Linked DNA regions of Rattus norvegicus: region 2 is linked to region 1. Evidence: chromatin contacts called from public HiChIP or PLAC-seq data. All regions are on one chromosome and are shown on one strand. The core of a region is the stretch at or near the end of the contact, and the rest is flanking DNA. Distances in the headings are between cores, read along the strand shown. Region 1 holds the start of Cfap36 (cilia and flagella associated protein 36). Region 2 holds the start of Ccdc88a (coiled coil domain containing 88A).

The links. HiChIP or PLAC-seq counts read pairs in DNA pulled down with a chosen protein or histone mark.
Region 2: an H3K27ac HiChIP or PLAC-seq map of oligodendrocytes shows a contact between it and region 1, with 4 times the contacts expected there. The contact joins the promoter of Ccdc88a here to the promoter of Cfap36 in region 1. A contact is called at or near these places in 4 of 12 Hi-C or Micro-C datasets (the A7r5 cell line, Schwann cells, frontal cortex and 1 more) and 1 of 1 datasets of contacts at active chromatin or transcription factors (oligodendrocytes).

What each region holds. Positions count from the first base shown.
Region 1 is chr14:107,190,935-107,195,509 of GRCr8, forward strand. Cfap36 (cilia and flagella associated protein 36) reads right to left here and starts at 1,472. Exons shown (of 10, transcript NM_001024866.2): 1 at 1,243-1,472. The coding sequence starts at 1,357.
Region 2 is chr14:107,302,818-107,307,145 of GRCr8, forward strand. Ccdc88a (coiled coil domain containing 88A) reads left to right here and starts at 2,581. Exons shown (of 31, transcript NM_001427796.1): 1 at 2,581-2,643; 2 at 2,740-2,840. The coding sequence starts at 2,581.

The DNA.
Region 1 (4,575 bases), core at 222-2,721:
CTCTGTGAAAATGCACAGAGTTGTTATTACCAGGATGTAGCCACTCTTGACACTGTGGATAGAAGCCAAACCATTTCTATGCCCCACACGATTTCCCCACAGGATTTAGTCTCAATGATAGATGAAAATCAGTGGGTGACACAATCCCTCCTTCAGGAGGTCAGGCTTTTCCCATGTTTCATCAACCTTTTAACAGCACTCTAAATTCTACAGAGGAACACATGTTAATTGCTTTGCTTTCCAAATCTTCTTAAAAGTTGCCTGCCAAAACACTTAACTGTTTGAATTTTAATAGTTAGAATAAAATAAAAGATTCACTGATCAAAAAAAGTTCTTTCTTTACTAGATCCATAGAATCTTGGGTTCAAGAGAAGCCTTGCAAGACAATTCAGGATAAGAGTCCTTTGTTAGCTGAATCTCAGACAAACTGCATTGCAGTACAATCTCTGTCAGATATATTCAGATACTTCGAAAGGCTGGAAACCCATCACCTTTCAAGCAGGCCAACTCATCCTGCAAAACTGTATACAAGATTTCCTTCCCTTTGAAGCTTGCATTCACTCACCCAACTCTATCGCACTGATCTTTACAAACAAGTCTAGTCCCTCTAACTTGAGAGACAAGTTCCGATGATGGATATTGCTAACCTCCAAGTATTGCCTAGGCAAATAACCACGAGAAAGGTTGGATAGGACATTGTCTGTGATTGAGATGAACTCAGATACGAACAGTATATGAACCGATCACAAAGCATTGATGCCGATCCTGCAAAAGAATTCCACATTTGTATATCTCGTTTGTTTAGAAAAGTCTTCCTCCCAATCGCCTGCTTTGGTCCTGCCGGGGTAATCAAATGTCCTTCTTTGCAGATAAAACGGCCAGAGTGAATTTGTTTTCATTTCATAGACTGAGTCCACAGGGAGACATCTCATGGCTCAGAAGCAACTCGAAGCAAAACAACGCTTCTCCCAAATAACTGGGGAAGATGCTGGTTACCCAAACGGTCCTCTTGAGAGGGATAGAAAGATGCAGGGTGAAGTGACAAGCTGAACAAGGGATTAAACTCTACTGTGTTCAGGACCAGCGCTCAGGGCAAGGTGAGTGAGAGGTCTTGGTGCGCACTTTCGTGTCTGCAAACGAACGCCCTACTAGGGAAGGGGTGTATGCAATTCCTTCTACAAAACTGTCCTAGGCCCCGCAGGCAGACAGTAATATTCGGCTTGTTCGGGATCTAGTTCTTACCTTCGCATTTCTGCTCCACAAAGTCTAAGATAGGTATAGACCAATCCGGGCCCCTCAGGAACCCAGCGATGCTCTCCACCACCCATTCCACTTCGTCCTCTTCTTCCGCAGCCATCCCGCTCGCACCGGGCGACGCGGACGCCTAGGCCGGATTCCCCCGGCCCAGTCTGGCCTTTCGGCCGCAGGAAGCGACGGGGAATGCGGGCAACACGGTCCCCGCAATCGCCTGGCCCCGGGGTTAGACACTACAAACCAGTTAACGTAAAATGGTCGCTATGACAACATACCTAGCGGTCCGGAAGTGAGGCCCGAGTCCTGAGCTCCTAGAGAGGGGCGGGGGCATAGGAACGTTTCCTATTGGCTGGAAGAGAAGGGGGTGCAAACGATAGCCCTCCGCTCATTGGTCTGGAGTTGCTAGGCTGAAAGCAGAAGTGCAGGTATTGGCTACCGCGCCTGGAGACCGCGTTCGCGCTCCCGTGTGCGCGCGCGGCCTGTCTTAAAATGGCGTGCCGAGGGCGTGGCTACCATGAGGCCCTCTCCCACCTCACCCCTAAGGGTTTTCAGAGCCCCTGGCCCTGTAGCTGAAGTATAGTTTGAAAACAAAACTAAGCAAACTAAGCTCTGTGAGGTTTACTAATTGGTTCTGCATTCGCTTGCTTGCTGTCTAAGGATGGGTCTTTAACCCTAAGCACAGTTAACAATAGCTAAAATTAGGACAATTACAAATTCAGTTAATCTTCATTTAAATAGGCTTTCATAGACAGTTTTTTAAAAGTATCCAGGTTGCTCTCTTCCTACTTAAGGGCCAGAGGACTCCCAAGAATCACACAAAAATCTTATAACTAGATATGGCGGCTTACTCCTTTTAATTCTAATACTCTTGATTGGCAGGGGCAGACAGACCCGTGAGTCCCAGGCCCACCAAGACTATATAATGAGAACTTATTTTAAATAAACCTTGACATCAAACTCACAGTCAAAACCAAGGACGGTGAACCTTAGAAAGCGCCCTCACCCACTTTAAGGTCTAGAGGAACAGTTTCCAGTCTAGCAGTGAGAAGTCTCTGCCCTCAGAATACCACGCTGAGAGTGGTGAGGAGCTGAAGGAGCAGAGAATACAACTTCAGTTTCATGAAAGTGGAAGTGAAGGAGGACTCAGAACCAGAGGTGGCTGTGTGGTGGGAGGACAGCGGATTACCAGGTCAGGCTGGGGGCAGGAGCTGCAGCAACTGTTGATAGAAAACCCAGGAGGAACCAAGTGGGTATTAGAGGCAGAAGACCCCGAGGATCCCAACGTTTCAGTGGTTTGCCACCTTCCTCATGCTGCAGCCCTTTAATACACTTTCTCATCTTGTGGTGACCCCCAACCATAAAATTATTGCATTGCTACACCATAACTGTAACTTTGCCACTGTTATAAAACTAATGTGCAGGATTTCTGATATGAGACCCACTGGTTGAGAAGTACTGCGAAATATACTAAAATGTTGATAGAGGGAGGACCCAACTCTCAAGTTAGCAATTAGTATGTTAACCAGCTCATTCTATCTTCTGTCCAAGAATTTCGTTATGGACCAAAAGGTCATTTCTGTGGGGATTTTTCTTATTGCCCTGGTTCCGCAGTAAAATGTCCCACAGGAGCTGTCCAAAATGATAGCTTCTGTCAAAAAAACGGTGGCACCACATCTCATCAGCCTACAGATAGAAGCTGGAGGAGCTGTCCACAGTGGTGCACTGCTTTCCCACCTCAGCTGGAGCTGCTCCTCAGGAGCTGTCCACAATGATGACACCTTTTGTGCCTCGGCCTACAGCTTTTAAGAAACACCACTGCAGGAACTGTCCCACAAGAACTGTCCACAGTGGCAGTACCTACTCTCTAGCCTCTCTCCACACAAAAACACCCCAGCAGCCCCACAGAGACAGTGCCTCAGCAAAAGCCAGCTAAATCCAGAAAGAACTTCTCACCCTAACCTCATGGGCCTGATGCAAGAAAAATGGGGTGGGGAAAAAAGCCACCAATCACTGAGCAGGAAAACCCACCAATTCCTGAGCCACCTCAAGCTTAGGACTTGAAATCCCACCAATCCTAACACTGGAAATCTCTGCCCTGAGAAGTTCTGCCCTTCAGAAATCCTATACAAGCCCTGACCCTTTGTCCAGGGCTCCTGGAAGCAGAGGGCGGGCATCCCTGGATTTGTCCCTCTACACTATGAACCCTCCAATAAATCTCTTTCATAATATTTCCTGTCTGGTATGACTCACCAGTATGAAGAAGCCAAGAAGAAAGGAACAAATTAAGAGAAGATTTGAAGAAAAGGAGCAGGACTGAGGCTCCTGAACTCCTCAGCTGGGATACCCTCCCTTGGGAGCTACAATGTCTCTGATGAGGCTTCCTCTCAGAGGTTTAAGGTTCCTGGGCCCCCGTGTATCAGGATGCCCTTTCACTGGGACACTGTCCCACCTCAGAGCTGTATGTTTCCTGGGCTTCCGAGTCCAAGAATATCCTTCCATCCAAGTAGAAACACTTACAATAATGCATCACAATTTCACTGCATCATGGAGATGTGGGGGATAGAGAGAGATTTATCTGAACCAGGCATAAGTTGGAAACAAGGTCACCACCTAGCCCCAGTATTCATGGAGGGTTGGGGGGGGGACTATCTTCAGATACTAATCAGGAGTGAGCACTGAGAGCCCCACGTGATGGGGGAACCATGCAACAGAACCAAGGCAAGGGTTCCAGAAGTCACTTACTGTGGTCTTATGAATGAGACCGTTCTCCATAAAGTCCCCAGTTCATGGCACAATTTAAGAGGATTAGAAGTCATGGCTTTGTTGGAGGGAGTATGTTACCAGAGGTGGGCTTTGAGAGTTTAAAGAGCCATTTCAAGGCAGCACTGTTTCCTGCTTACAAGCCCTCAGTTTCTGCTTCAGCTATCGAGTCTGCTGCTCACTCCCATGCTTCCCTAGCACTGCGGACAATTATCCCTCTGGAATTAACTGTAAGCCAAATATACCCTCCCTTCTATAAGCCGCATTGACCATGTTGTCTCATCACAGCAATAGAAAACAGCTGACCCACCTACATGTGCGTTACGCTCACTTTCTGGCAGAAAGTCCACATCACAAAAGAGCTGGTAGTTCCACTCTTCATTGCTAATGGCAGGCACTTCAACACTCAGCAGCGTCGGCCTGTTAAATGTCCTGTTTCCAGCCTGGTAGATGCCGTGGATGCTCAGTGTAAGCCCTTGGTGCTGAAGGAGGAGGTACAGCAGGCTTAGACAGTGTTCCTGTCCAGAATGGAAGAACAGCAATGCAATGGCTTCATGCCTG
Region 2 (4,328 bases), core at 1,331-3,830, 110 kb after region 1:
GTAAAAAAAAAAACCCGTCAGGTTTGAGAGCTCCTAAAAGCCATGCTTCCATGTGGAAGCCACCCCTCCCTCTCTACCTCACTTGCCAATTAAAGAACTGTGATTAAGGAAGAATCAGAAAGAGCAAAGGGAAAAGACTGGTTGCAACCAGGATGACTCAGGATTTGTGGATAGGCCAGGAAAATGCAAGGCTGTGCTTTGTACCACACGAATGCAATTTAATCTGAAGCACGATGATTTTAGAAGGGCATTCGTTTCCCGATACTCCAGAAGCAAGGCATTTCTTCCTGCGACTGAACTCCATTAGAAGCTAGTGTTTCAAGTTTTTGATAAAGATTTCACATTTTGGGGAATAATGACTATAATACTGCTGCTCACAGTAGCAGACCATTTCCAATGAGCTGCCATCTCATGGATTCTTACTGGTTGTCTTGCTTTATATGTGAAGAGACTGAAGCACAGAGTGCTTCAGCAATGTGTCTAGATTCACACAGCTAGTGAGTCTTGCTCTCAGAAATCCTGGAGTCAGCCTCCAAGGAATCGTGGTGTTTAATTTAGTATACGATAAAACATGTTTACTGGTAACTTAAAATATGAGAGCTGGAGAGATGACTCAGTGGTTACTAGCTCTGGCTACTGGTGCAGAGAACAAAGATTTGATTCCCAGCATCCACATAATGGTTCATGGCTGCCTCTAACATTCGCCATCATGGCTCCATGGGATCTAGCGCCCTCTTCTGACCTCCACAGGAACCAGGCACATAAGTGGGGAACAGACTTCCATGCAAGGCAAAAATTAATACAATCAACATAAAATAAAATGTACAAAAATTAGACGTCATTAAAAATGAGTAGTCAAAGAAGATATATATGTACCTGCAGGCACAGTGTGAACATAAAATGCATTGTAATATCACAATACTATATTGTTTTTGGAGAAAGATTTTTTCTATTCCATCTTCTCCTGGGCACGGTATGGGTATGAGGAAGAATAACATTTAATTTGCTGGGGAACTGTCATATTTTGATGGACCCACTAATGTATAACATAAATGATTTTTAACAAATGTTTGTCACACAACTTGGATAATGTCTAAATATTTTCTCTTGTGGCTCTCAGTTTGGATATTTTTTCAATGACCAAAAGTCAAAAAATAATGCCTGAATCATGGTAGCTCCAGTCAGGAAATCCCACGTTGAAAGGCAGCTTTGGTTATTCACAACTCTTAAAAAATATTTCTGCTTTAGATGACTGATTTATTTATTTATTTATTTATTTATCTTAAGGAAAAGAAGGGAAAATTAAAACAACCTCTTTTTTCCGTCCCCCCCCCCCACCCTCCGCCCCAAGATGTGTCTTTGCTTTTTGCTGCAGTTTTCCTAGGCCTTTTAGGGAGAGAGAAAGCATGTTTAACCGAGAAAATCAAAGTGTCCGAAAGATGCCTGCATCCCTCGTGTTTAAAAGAGATGGGTTTCGTTCCCTTTCCTTCACACATCAAAGAAGGCGCTCCGGGAGGAAATAAACCATAATCAGGCATGAGCGAGCAAGCAGACAGACCCTGTTTCTCAGTCTTGCCCATGTCCGCCCCCCTACACCCTGGCAAACGTCCGGAGCGCGGGCTCGATGCGGGCCCCCGCCGCAACTGCAGAGCCCGCGCGTCCACGCTCCGCCAGAATCTGGGCGGCGGCGGGCAGGCCGGGCGCGCGCGCGCGGGGGCGCGCTCATGCAGCGGTTTTCTTCTCCCACAATCCAGAGGCAGAGGAGCGGGAGGGCGGGGAGTCGGCGGAAGGATACCGGCGCGGAGGGAGCGGCGCGCTCGCCCGCCAGGCCGGCCGCGGGTGTGCTGCGGCACTGCGGTTCCGAGGCCGTTACCCCAGATCCTCCAGGGGGCGGCGGAGGAGGTTGGAGCGCGGCGGCGGCGGCGGCGGCGGCGGCGGAGCGCCCGGGCGTCGCCGAGGCACACGGAGGCTGGCGGGGCTCTTGCAGCCAGACGGTCAGGGACACGCCTCGGAGCTCCCGGCCCCGGGCAGAGCCAGGGTGCTGAAGCGAGCGCGAGGCCGCGGAGGGATGCTGAGCGCCCGGCGAGGGGCGAGCCGCATCTGAGGCGGTGAGGCTGCGGGCGGACGCTCCCGGCGCCCGGCGCCCGTGCCCGCCGGCGGCCGGAACGCCTAGAGCCTCTCGCCCAGGTCCAGCCCGGCCCCCTCGGCCCCCACGCTGAGCTTGAGTCCTTGGCGGCCCCTCCGCTGACCGGTTCCCCCCGGGAGCGGGACAACCTTGACGGGCTTTTTGTCTCGTGCCCCGGCCGCTCTCCACGTCCTCCTCCTCCAGATGCCTTTTTTTCTGCCCCTCCTCACCGGGTGCAGACTGCCAGCGCCCGCTGCGGCTCAGCGCGGGATTCGGGCTCGTTTTCCCGGGGGGGCTGAGGAGGGAGAGTTCTTTCCCCTCTTCGATGGGATTTTCCTCCCCTGCCGAAATGGACTTTCATTGATTCCGTCTTACTTCTGCGTTTACTGACCAATTCCCTGGGCGTATTTGTGGTACTTCCTCCCCCACCCCCTCCTGAATACATAATTTGTAAAATGGAGAACGAAATCTTTACTCCCCTTCTGGAGCAGTTCATGACCAGCCCTTTGGTCACTTGGGTAAGGAAGATGTCCTTTATGGTATATTTGGCCGTGTTATTTGTGGCTACAGAGATGGAGGTGGGCGTTCACGTCGTGATAATCCTTCTGTTCTAGGTTAAAACATTTGGACCACTGGCTGCAGGAAATGGGACTAACCTGGATGAGTACGTGGCTTTGGTGGATGGGGTATTCTTGAACCAGGTCATGCTCCAAATGTAAGTGTTTTCTTCTTTCTTGGTAACTTATTTTCTTTGAAAAATTACATACTTTGAACTTAGGCTTAACGACTTAAACCCTTAATTTGGTTCTTTGGCCAGAAAAAAAAAATCAGGTGATTTAGTTGGAAGGAGTGGTATTCTTATGTGCCCATCCCATTTATCACAACCAAATAGTTATGCCTGTTAAAATCGGGAAACTTTATCTGTGACTTTGCCCATCCTGCCCGTTTTGTTATTTATTGTCTTGAGTGCTGAAATTCAAACCACATTGTGTCATCTTTGGTAATTTGCTAAAATGGAGACAGAAATCTTGTCTATGATAGGAAAAAGAATTAACAGAAGTTATGTATGTGTAAAGATGTTTCTTATTAACCTTTTTAAATATAAGAGTAAATGGTTCTAAAATTGAAACTGGTTAACTAACATGTTTCAGAAGTGAAAATTTAAGTTAACATTGCGATTGCTCAGGAAGACTTCAATAGCAAACAATTTAAATATCTAAGTTTGATTAGATGGGTTATTGTGTTTTTGGTGAATTATTAAATTCTTAATATTTGAGAAATTGGTTAAAGATATTTTGAGGTTTATAAATGACTTGAGAGCTGGGTTAGTTAAATTTTTCTTTTTGAGATAGAAATGGAATATTGAAAGCATATCAGTAGATCAGAGAAATATAAATGATTCCATTTTATTGTTACTGTATTGTAGTGCAGATTCATTATGAATACTAAAGTGATTATCAATTTCTGAAGATTTAGACGTCTTTCTTAATAGAGTGTCATTACAAGAATCTTGTACTTTTTGATTTGAAGATACTCCTTTTATATATGTGAGAAATTCATGCAGTATCTATACTTGTTATTAGAGTATGTGTACTATTCTGTTAATTCTACATATACTATATTTTTTATTGGAAATTATTTTTCTTCTTAGACTTTCTATTTTAAGAGGTTTGTGCTGGTTAGGTTTTTGTCAGCTTGACACAAGGATCTTCAGGGAAAAGGAACCCTCAGTTAGAAAATGCCTTTGCCCTGTTCACCTGCAGGCAAATCCGTGGGGGCATTGTTTTTTGGTTGCATGATGTGGGGAGGCTCAACCCACTGCTGACAGTCCTGACCCTGGCAGGTGGTCTTTGGCGTGTAAGAAAGGTAGCTGAGCAAGCCAGGGGGAGCAAGATAATAAATAGCATTTCTCTGGAGTCTCAGCTTTAGTTCCTGCCTCCAGCTCCTGCTGTGAAGGTTTTTCAGTGATGAACTGTTACCTGGACATAAGAGGAAATAAACCCTCTCTCTTCCACAAGTTGCTTCTGGTCATGTGTATATCACAGGAAAAGAAAGCAAGCTAGGACAAGGTTAGAAGTCAGAAACAGAATTGTTCCAGTGCTAACCTCTGTGTCCTCAGAGGCTTGCATGCTGTTTTCATGTATGTGTGACTACAGGAAATAGTATTCTTTTATACATTTTCCAAAGAAAACTTGTACACTTG